2 separate regions of the Ovis aries genome follow, and region 1 is linked to region 2. Evidence: chromatin contacts called from public Hi-C data. All regions are on one chromosome and are shown on one strand. Each heading gives the region's core, a stretch centred on a gene start, on an enhancer-like site or on the middle of the called end of the contact. The rest is flanking DNA. Distances are from core to core; before and after follow the strand shown.

What was found. Hi-C and Micro-C count contacts between places; a contact is called where the count stands out from the background.
Region 1: a Hi-C map of hypothalamus shows a contact between it and region 2, with 4 times the contacts expected there. The contact joins the promoter of NIPSNAP2 here to the promoter of ARMC5 in region 2. A contact is called at or near these places in 6 of 16 Hi-C or Micro-C datasets (blood, hypothalamus, liver and 1 more).

Annotation. Positions count from the first base shown.
Region 1 is chr24:28,162,333-28,168,183 of ARS-UI_Ramb_v3.0, forward strand. NIPSNAP2 (nipsnap homolog 2) reads left to right here and starts at 3,080. Exons shown (of 8, transcript XM_027961869.3): 1 at 3,080-3,199. The coding sequence starts at 3,108. TRNAA-AGC (transfer RNA alanine (anticodon AGC)) reads right to left here and starts at 901; the gene lies at 829-901.
Region 2 is chr24:28,011,907-28,017,333 of ARS-UI_Ramb_v3.0, forward strand. ARMC5 (armadillo repeat containing 5) reads left to right here and starts at 2,835. Exons shown (of 6, transcript XM_015104180.3): 1 at 2,835-3,334. The coding sequence starts at 2,857. LOC132658567 (a long non-coding RNA gene) reads right to left here and starts at 2,725. Exons shown (of 3, transcript XR_009598376.1): 1 at 1-2,725.

The DNA.
Region 1 (5,851 bases), core at 1,830-4,329, 150 kb after region 2:
CCCTCCCCCCACCCCCTCCCTCTCCCACCCTGCCCCAGGCTTATAATCTCCAGACAGGTATGCACAGGTGCCTTCATGGCAAACACAGAAGCACATGAATGTGGGAGAAGTTAGGTGACTTTCCAGAAAAAGTGAGAGAATGCTAGAATTGAGTCTTAAAGGAAGAGTCTCCAGGTTAGTGTGTGAGGCATGCGGAAAGAACATTCCAGGCAGAGGGAAGGGAGTATAAAGTCCTCAAAGGATAAGAGACGAGTGTAACTATGGGGTTCTGGAAGTGGTGAGCACTTCAGGTAGAGAAGTAGGCAGGAGTTAGACGTGGCTCAGACAGTAAAGAAACTGCGCAGAATACAGGCTACCCGAGTTCAATCCCTAAGTTTGGAAGATCCCCTGAAGAAGGGAATAGCAACCCAGTCTAGTATTTTTGCCTGAAGAAATCCATGGACAGAGGCGCCTGTTGGGCTTAAGTCCATGGGGTCACGAAGAGTCAGACATGACTGAGCACCTCATATTTTCACTTTCATACTCTAAGTGGTAGTGGGTTATTCAGCATTTGGGGGGGTGGGGTGGGGTGGGGTGCATACTGCACAGCATCCAGGCATGTGGGGTCTTGGTTCGTTGACCAGGAATCAAACCCACACCCCCTGAAATGGAAGTGGAAAGTCAACTACTGGACTACCAGGGAAGTCTGGGTTATATAACTTTAAAAAAATATTTATTTGACTGTGCCAGGTCTTAGTTGCAGCTTTCGGGATCTTTTACCTTCATTGTAGCATGAGGGATCCTTATTTGGATCTTGTGAACTCTTAGTTGGGGCATGTGGGTATCTAGTTCCCTGACCAGGGATCGAACCCGGGCCCCCTGCATTGCTAGTGCAGAGTCCTAGCTACTGGACCACCAGGGAAGTCCCATGAAACATTTTTAAAGAGTAAATAAGAGTCAGTAAGAATAACAGCATCAGTGTCAGGAATGAGAAAGATGAGAGGGAGGCAGTGACCTGGTCCTAAGACCTGAACTAAGTTGGGCAGGGAAGTGAATAGAGATTGGGTAGATGATGTGCCAGGCTCCCAGGACTTGGCACCAGGGAGGGTGAGCCGAAGGGAGGCACCTCAATGTTTTATCTAAGTGGGGCTCTGTGGTACCAGTTACCGTGGAGGGAACCGGACACCTGTCCAAGTTATCTCGAAAAGCTCAAATATTTTAAATGTTTACATGTACACACATGTCATTTTTATCTTAACATAGATATTTTTCCTGACAATCGCATAAAATTCTGCTCCAGGAACATGACCTATGTTGATCCCATGATATTTTAACCTAAGCCACACACCTGTGAAATAAGAGTACCTCCCTCCCCTCAGGAGAAAGCATTGGGTTAATGCAACTTCAGAGCAAAATGATGGTGGGGAAAAAAGTGCAGAACGAGGGACCTAACACTAAACACAAAAGCCAGGTCAGTAAAGACATGCCTACCAAGTTTACATGTCAGGAAAATAGATCTGAAAGATGTTGTCTCCAGAAATAGCACTGAGAAATCAGGGGAAGGTGTGAGAAAGTCACATGGACACCACTGGCTTGAAGAGGCCCTGCCTCCCACAATGCTGATGGGACGTGTTCTTTCCGCCCTGGGGAGAGCTCACCCCAGCCTCCCTGTTGGGTCTCTGCATCCTCTACAGTCTCATGAAGTGTCAGCCAAATGAGGAACTCAGCCTTCAGCCTCCTGTCCCTGAGTACCTGGGCCTCCTTCCCACCTTTGCCTTTCCCTGGTGTGGTCACTTCTCTGTCCACAGGACCCATTTCTGTCCCTGGCGGCTCCTTGCCTTAACATAGTAGAACATTGCCCCAGTCAGAGCCTCTTCCTCCTGCCTTCACCTCCCAACCCCAGTCCCACAAGCCCAGTTATTGACCCCATCACTGCTATGCAGAGACCAGAAGGTAGCAGAGACCTCCCAGCCCCACCCAATCCTGAGGGCACTTGCCTCCTTCGGGACTCCAGCTGGCCTCCAAATGCTCCCCTTGGCAGCTGGGGAGCTCCTCCCTGTTTCTCCCCCTTTCTAACTGTCTGGCTCCCCTCCTTTACATATTTACATATTTATTTGGCTTCATGCATCTTCAGTGCTGCAGGTGGGAATCTAGTCCCCTGACCAGGGATGGAACCTGGGCCCCCTACATTGGGAGTCTTAACCACTGGACCACCAGGGAAGAGCCATCTAGCTCGCTCTCTGCCCACCTTGTCTTGGCTGCAGTTTCATGAGTATACCTGTGGCTCTTATCTTTCCGCAGGATCCGTTTTCCTTATAGAGTGCCATCCTGGCCCATGCCTGTAAGTTGTGTCCTTGGCCAGGCGGAGTTGTCCTGCATGCTTGCACAGGTCACCTCCTTCCCTTGGGACTGAGCTATCCTGCCAGCACACCAGGGTCTATGTTCCCCTTCCCAGGCACCAAAGCTGGTTACATGCTTTCCCGTCCCAGTTCCCCCCTCTCCATCTCACACTCACACCCTGCCTCACTCGACTGGGACTGCTTGTGGGCGAGGACAGGGCCACCGGTACTGAGATCAACAGGAACATCGGAGTTCTGAGACCGCAGGAGAACCTCATTATGCTTCCACCCAGGATGCTTCTACTAAAGCGTAATTTATTTTTGAAAGTCAATATATTTACATGGTGCGAAGTCCAAAACAAGGTATTTGGGAAGAAGCCCGCCTCCCAGCTTCGCACCTCAGGCCCTGGATTCCTCTAGGAACCGTGTGACTCTCTCCTTGTGGATCACTCCACGTACGTACAAGCCTGGCCCTTGTTCCTTTGGCGCACCCTGTGCCGCGCACCGAACTCATCGCTGGCGCTTGAAGTCTCAAAATCTGTTCCTCCCCGGTTTCTCGCTCCTTTCTCGCAGTAGCGGGACCTCGGCTCTGTGACCCACTGCGGCCGCACAGCGCCCCCTGGCGGCCGCGCCCCGGCACGGCCGCGGTCGCGCGCCCCGCCCCGCCCTGCCCCGCCCCCGCCTCGGCGGGCCCTGCCGGGGGAGGGGTCGCGGCGGCCGTGGCGGTGGCGGCGGCGGCGGCGGCGTCAGCGGCGGCCCGGGCGGTGGGAACCGAGGCGCCGGAGCAAGATGGCGGCGCGAGTGCTGCGCGCTGGCGGAGCGGCCTTAGCCAGCGGCTTTCTGCGGCGGGCCAGCCCCGGCAGCCTCCTGCCCGGGCTCCGGTGAGCAGCGCCGCCCTTTCCGGGAGCGGCCGGGGAGGGGCCGCTGCAGGGCGGAGGGCGCGGGGTCCCCGGCGCGGGTCCCCGCCCCGGCCGCGTTCCCCACGGGGCCGGGCCGCCCGGGTTGCGGGGCGGCGGGACCGGGGCCGCGGTCGGCGCGGCGGGGCGAGCTGGAGCCTCGGCGGGTCCGAACGCCTGTCCGGTCGGCCGGGCTCAAGGTCATGGCGAGAACGACGCTCGGCGCCGAAGCCACGTCCGCGCGCCGAGCCGAGCCGGCCCGGCCTGCGGGACCTTGACCCGCCGCGACCCGGAGCGGTGGCCGAGCGGCGGGCGCGTGGCTGAGGCCGCAGGCCTTGAACTTGGCCCGCGGGGCTCCGGCCGGAGCGGCCGAGAACGCTGCTCGCCCGCGCGAAGCCTCAGCGTCAGCATCCGCACATGGCAGTAGAGACACCCTCAGGTCCTGGGTTGTTGGGAGGAAGAAAATAAAATAACGCGTCGTCCCGGGTGAGCCCTCCGTGGAGGTCAGGGGAGTGGTAGTGAAGAGGTGTATTTAAAAGTAGGTAGCTGACCAAAAAGTATGGACAGTGATCAGCACTGAGTCGGCACAGGGTTCATGTAAACTTTTTTTTTTCTAACCTTATTGGAGTAAATGTTCCGTTTTCTGAATCCATCCCTGACATTACCATTCCCCTTTTTCCCAAATCGAAAAAGCAACGCCCACACTAAGTTGCGCGTCAGTTTGCTGAATTGGTGTCTGTTAGGTACTTTGAACGTTTATGTTTTGGTTTGTTAATTAAACAATGAGCCCGGAGAAAATACAGTTGACACTTAAAAATGAAGGAGGGAAGGAACTACCTGTTAAATGTTAATGCAGGCCAGCTTGATTCTGATATGGTTTATTTAACGTAATCCTGTAACAATCTTAAGAAGTAATAGGATCTGCATTTTAGAGAGAAGGCACCTCGGAGAACTTGAGACACATTGCTGGAAAAGGCATTTGAACCCAAGTTTGGCAGGCTTCAGGCCTAGTACCCTTCCTGGGACTCATGCTCAAGTTATGTTTCACAATTTGATATTGTTTCCAAGTTGATCACCAAGTCAGCCTCCTTTTATCTTGATTCTGTTATTTAGTATCTCCTGTTGCTTTTTTTCACACAAGTGATAAAAGCCCATGAAATTGATATTTTATTCTTGACAAAAAAAGACAGCTGACATGACAGTGTTCACCTAAAGTGCCCGAGATCACTTGAAGCTTGTAAACGAGAACTGCACTTGGTGTGCCTGGTACCCCCACTTCCTGGTGGGACCAGTGCTCTTGACACTGGAGTCTGTCTTTATCCAGGGTCCCCAGTACCTTCTGACTCTTTCCTGGGCTCTAGTCTGCCTTAGCTGTACGTGTTCTTTAGGACTCAGTCTTGTTCAGTTCCATCCAGCTCTTTGCAACGCCGTGGACTGCAGCACACCACGCACCCCTCCTTCAATGTCTCCTGGGGTTTGCTCAGATTCATGTCCATTGAGTTGGTGATGCTATATAACCATCTCATCCTTTGCTGCCCCTTCTGTTTTTGCCTTTAGTCTTTCCCAGCATCAGGACTTTTTCCTTCATTGGAAAGGACTCAGCCTAGACCCAGTGAACTCATTGATTCTCTGAAATACTGATTGGATACAATGTCACTGAGGCTCTGTTGACTTGAGCATAATAGCATAGGTGGCTTTCCCCAGGAAGCCATAGTGAAAACCCTCGTAGGCTTAGAGAATGAGATAGGTTCCATGGGGGAAACTCAGGGAACCTCCCACCCAAGGTCATGGAAGGCCTCTTTGAGAAGGTGACATTAGGCTGAGACCTGAAGGATCAGGGGCCATGAAGGTCCCAAGTGGAAATAGTCAGGCATGCTAGGAAACCCCAGAAAAATCTAGAAACAGAAGTGAAGACAGAGAACAGGTGGCCAGGAGCGGTGTTGAATAATTCCAGGCCTTACAAGCCATTTTGAAAGCTTGGATTTTATCCTGAAAGCCATGGAAAACACTTAAAGGTGTACACTCGAGTGTGACTTCATCTGATCTATGTTTTTAGAAGATCAGTCTGACTTTGAAAAGGGGACCACATCAGGATGGTCAACTGGGCAGATCTTGGTGCCATTCCCTGAGAGTCAGCTGTTCCAAAGGTGAGCATGCCCACTGCATGCCAGGGAGACATCAGTGAATAAGGCACACAGGTACTTGCCATCTGGGAGACTGCTGGTCATTCAGAGAAGGAGGAACAGGTACAGGGAGGGGAGGGGGTGGATCCAGGGCAGTTCTGAACCGGTGAAGCTAGAGATGGCTGTGAGCTATTCAGACAGAAAGGCCCAGTAGGCAATTGGCCTTCTGGAGCTGTATGACTCCTCCACGAGATGTCTGAACCGCATTTGAGAGTTGTGAGCATGTAGGAATCCAAAACGTTAATAGATCCATGGGTTTCAGTGTACTCTATTTGATTGACGTTTCATAATAAAGTGCTTTTTTAAACTATGGGAATGGATGCGATTGCTTGAGGAGTGTGGACAGAAAAGAGCTGAGAAACAGACCCTGGGACATCTGGTCATTTACAGACCGGACACAGGAAGGAGAGGCAGTGAGGGAGCCAGAAGGGGCAGCTGTGAGGTCATTGTTATG
Region 2 (5,427 bases), core at 1,585-4,084:
AGCCTCCCTCTGGCTCCCATAGACTGTTTTACCAACAGAAACACATTTGTTTACATAGGCAGCCCACCCCAGTGGTCAGACTACAGTGCTGTGTGCAGTCCCCAGTGTCTGGACACACTAGATTGTCATCATTTCCTCCTCTTTGACGGGTCAGAGAAAGAACCTGGGAAACCTTCGAGGGAAGAGGCTAAAGGAGAGGAAGGGGCAGATGACCAACCTCTTTTGCCCCCGCCTAGAAATGCCACCAAGCTTCCTGGTCTGTTGCTTTGGTCCTGGGCCCCACCAGCTTCACTTTGTAGACAGCTGTCTTTCAAAGGGATCATACACCCCTGAGCTCACCTAATGGTCCCCAGTTCAACCTCTCTGAGCCCTGTGCTAGGATACACCGTTCCTTCTGGTCCCCTCTGGGGGTGAGGCCCTCCCTGACCTCCTTCTTCTCCACTGTCTTCCTCACAGGGGTTTGCCTGGCATCTGGCCCCAATCTCCTAAGCGGAGGGGGCCACAACTCCTGTGTAATTCGCCCCCTCACTCCCTGGACCTGTGAAGGGATCTGATCAGCGGCTGCCTAAGGTGCTTTGCATCTTGAAGCAACCTGGCCAGTTCAGTCCATCCCCAAACTCTCCCTCCCTCTCGAGTCCCATCTCCAGGGCCTCAGAGAACATGCCCAACCCCACTTTTCTGTCCCAATTCCTCCAGCCTGGGCTTCCCTGATTCAGCCCACACATCAGCAGCCCCAGAGGAGCAGAAGAGGCCTGCTGAGAAATCCTGGTCCCCTCAGTCTCCTGAAGGACTGCACCAAAGTCAGAGCTGAAGTTTGGGCTGCAACTTAAGCCAGGAGTGTTGGCAGGGGCTTCCACCCTGGTGCGTCCGCTGTGCTGGCCCAGGTATGGACCTGGGGGCAAAGGCCTTGCCCCCAGCAGACAGAGGGCTTCTCTCCGCGGTGCGCCACCCGGTGGATGAGCAGGGGAGAGCTCTGGCGGAAGCTCCTGTCACACTGGCTCAAAGCCCAAGGTTTCTGGCCCAGGAGTGTTGGTGCGGCAGCAGATTTGAACTGTCTACAAAACTCTTGCTGCAGCTGAGTTTGGTGCACTTGTTTCTTGCCCGTGTGCGAGCACTGTATTTAAGAAGCTTGGATTTGTGGGAGAGGTTTTGCCACATTCTGGGCAGGGTTGTTCGCCCACATGGACTTGCTGGTGCTTGGTGAACTGGGTGCGCTCTTTAAAGCCACGCCCACACTCAGGACACTTGAAGGGTCACTCTCCACTGTAGGTGAGTCGGTGCCTTAGGCAGTCGGAGTTGTGGGTGAAGTTCTTGCTCCTCCTCCGCGTGCGATCGCTGGTGCTTGAGCAGATAAGAGCTGCACCCAAAGCGGTCACCACACCAGACACAGAGGCAGGGCTTCTCACAGGTGTGGGAGCGCTGGTGCTGCGCCAGGTTGGAGCTGAGGCTGAAGCGCTTGCCGCAGTCCCCCGCAGCTGTAGGGCTTCTCCCACGTGCGCGTGCGCTGGTGCTGGATCAGGCTGAAGCTAACACAGGAAGTCTTGCCACATTCGGCACAGCTGTCAGGCTTCTCGCCCATGTGGCCCCGCCGGTGTCCGAGCTGCGGCCAATAACAGGCTCCTCGCACGCCAGACACTTATGAGGCCGGAGGCCTGAGTGAGAGTGATGGTGTCGCATGAGGTTAGAGCTCAGGCTGAAGCAACAGTCACACTGGGGACAGGGGGACGGTTTCTCGCCGGTGTGTACCCCGTGCTGCTTAACCAGATCTGAGCCCCGTCGGAAGCTTTTGCTACACTGGAGACAGCAGTAGGGTTTATCACCGCCGTGGCTGCTTTGGTGGATTGAGATCGGGGAGGTAGTCAATCCACACCGCTGGCACTCGAAGGCTCCAGGGACCGCAGGAGAGTTGGTCTTGGCAGGAGTTTCTTTCTCCCCAGGGCCAGAGACTGACCTACCTAGGTACCGCAGGCCCAGCATCATTTCCCAGGCGGCCGGCTGCCCCGGCGACACCAAGGTCGCTTGCGTGAAACAACTCCGCAAACAAAAGCGGACCTTGGGATTTCCTGGGATCCAGACAACCGGTTCCCCCGCTGCGCGGCGCCGTCGGAGTCCTCCCGTGCCGTTTCTAGAGCCGGCGACTCCATAGCCGGAAGAGCGTCCCGTTTCCTAGATACCAATCACTCAACTCACAAGCACAACCAGAGCTGAAGACTCTCGGGACCCAGGAATCCGGCACCGGAAACGGAAATGTCCACTAGCTCGTGCCATTCTAGGAAGTGGCAGCAAACGGTCTCTGTGGGTTTAACCCTCTCGTTCACCTGGCGGAGCAACTGGTCCCATCTGCAGGCGCTATCAGGAACTTGACCCTTTCCTTTTGGCTCGAGGTTCAGACCCCATCGGCGCAGACTTCAGTGCCCCGGCCACGGCTGGGGGGCGGCAAACCGAGCTGTCGTTGCCAAGGACACGCTGGGGGCGGAGTAGACACGTCACCTGGAGTAGCACCTTACTGAGACTCCAAGGTCGGAGGTACTGGTCCACCTGAGGCCCTTTAGTTTCCCATCGATCCTAAGCTAGACGTGTTAAACTTGGCGCAGACTACATATCCCAGCATGCACCGCACGCGCCTCTAGGTTTCTCACAACGATTAGATAGATAACCACTACTCTCCACATTTTTTTCTGCGACTGTGCAAGTCAGAGCACCAGGATCGAGAACTACAACTTCCAACCTGCAGAACAGCGGCGGCGCTATTTAACAAGCGTCAGAGAGGCGGTGCCTGGCCACGCCCCTCTTTTCCAGTTCCGCTCCCTTGGACGAGCTGCGAGGAGAGGGGCGGAGCCTTAGGCCTGAGCCAAGATGGCGGCTGCGAAGTCAACCCCCACGGACTCGCTCTCGTTCTGCCTCGCGCAGCTCACGGCGGCGGCCGGGGAGGGTCTAGGTGGGGGAAAGGACACAGCTACCAGCGAGACACCCTTGGGCCGTGCGCTCTTAGCCCTCCGTACGCGCCACGTCAAGGCAGCCGGGGGAATAGAGCGCTTCCGGGCACGCGGCGGGCTCCGCCCCCTTCTCGCGCTGCTACGGCGAGCGGCTACAGCGGGTCCCGCCCCGTCCCAGGGTGGCGCAGGCTCCGCCCCCTCGTCGGTCGAGTCAGCGGCTTCTTCTGGCCCCGCCCCTTCACCGGGCTCCGCCCCCTCTTCTGCGTCACCAGCGACACCCTCGCCACCAGCGCGCCTGCGCAAGACGCTGGACTTGGCGCTCAGCATCCTAGCCAACTGCTGTACTGAAGGGGCGTGCCGAGCTGAAGTGCGCAGACTCGGAGGCATTCTCCCATTGGGTAAGTGCTCCGCCCTCACTTCCTAGAAGGTTTCCACCCATACTTCTGTCTGGACCTGGGCGGAGTCTCGAGTTCTTTGTGCTGCAACCTGAAGGATTGTGCTTTAGGACGGTGCAGCGCCCTCCGTTTTCTTGTTGTTGAGATACGTGACGTCACTTCGCTTTCTAGAAATTATATGCTAGCCCTCCTAGATCCGATAATTCAGCTAATTACCTGAGTATTGCTTAAGGATCACCTCTCTCGCATCTGGGCTCAGTTCAGTTCAGTTCAGTCGCTCAGTCGTGTCCGACTCTGCGACCCCATGAATCGCAGCACGCCAGGCCTCCCTGTCCATCACCAACTCCTGGAGTTCACTCAGACTCGCGTCCATCGAGTCCGTGATGCCATCCAGCCATCTCATCCTCTGTCGTCCCCTTCTGCCCCCAATCCCTCCCAGCATCAGAGTCTTTTCCAATGAGTCAACTCTTCCCATGAGGTGGCCAAAGTACTGGAGTTTCAGCTTTAGCATCATTCCTTCCAAAGAAATCCCAGGGCTGATCTCCTTTAGAATGGACTGGTTGGATCTCCTTGCGATCCAAGGGGCTCTCAAGAGTCTTCTCCAACACCATAGTTCAAAAGCATCAATTCTTCGGCGCTCAGCTTTCTTCACAGTCCAACTCTCACATCCATACATGACTACTGGAAAAACCATAGCCTTGACTAGACGCACCTTAGTCGGCAAAGTAATGTCTCTACTTTTGAATATGCTATCTAGGTTGGTCATAACTTTTCTTCCAAGGAGTAAGCGTCTTTTAATTTCATGGCTGCAGTCACCATCTGCAGTGATTTTGGAGCCCCCAAAAATAAAGTCTGACGCTGTTTCCCCATCTATTTCCCATGAAGTGATAATGGAGGCCAAGAGGTTATTTGGTGACTTTGAAATGATTCTTAGTCTTCATGTTCATAGCAGGCACTCAGTGCCTGCTGTGTCTAGCCTTGTGCAGAGCTCTGAAATCCCATTTGATGAGCTAGACTTCAGGTGTAGTGCTTCAGAAAGTGGGCTCTGCAGTCAGCTAGACCCATCAGAGACTAGGATTATAAAATGGAGTAATAATAACTACCTTAAAAAATTGGAATAGGGAGAAAATAAAATACAAAGATGGAGCACAGGTACTCAACTGGTACTCCCAGTTATTAAAAACTAGCACGTTAAGAACAAATCCTGGAAATCCCTGGTGGTCTAATGGTTAGGACTTGGTGCTTTCACTGCTGGGACCCAGGTTCCATACCTGGTCAGGGAACTGCAAGCCTCCAGGCACAGCCAAAAACTAGAACAAATCCTAAGCCAGTGTTATAACTACAAATGGAATGTAACCTTTAAAATTTGGGAATCACTATACTGAACTGAACTGAACTGATATTGTGCATCTGTAACTTATACAGTGTACATTTGTAACTTATACAATAGTGCTTCTCAGGTGGCTCACTGGTAAAGAATCTGCCTCCCAAATGCAGGAGATGTGTGTTCAATCCCTAGGCCCAGAAAATCCCCTGGAGGAGGAACTAGCCACCCACTCTAGTATCCTTGCCTGGAAAATCCCATGCACAGAGGAGCCTGTCAGGCTGCAGTCCCTGGGGTCACAAGGAGTCAGACACAACTGAGCAACAGAGCACACAACTTATATAATATTGTGCATTATCTTCATTTCAGTTTTTCAAATAAGAACAAACCCAGAAGATAGCAAGCTTTTCTGTTTACCGGCTAAATTGGCGCCTTCTAGTGGCAACATTGTGAACACAGCGTTCTTCTTCATTGCCTGCCAGCTATAAACTTAGGCCTATTTTTATGAAATCTTTATTTTTTTTGATAAAGTAAAACATTATTTTCAGTTTTCATAAAATGTATCTGGACCATAATGTATTTGACAAGGGGCCTGGCGCATTAAGTCCTCAATAAACACACATTTTGTTGTTAGTGTATAACCCCATCATTCATTCACTGTTCTGTACTTTAAATGTCTCCTGAATCCATGCCACTGCTTTGCCTTCTTCCATCACATGCCCAGAGACTGTGCTGGGCTGTGCTGGTATCTGGGTCAGCCCATCTTCTTGCT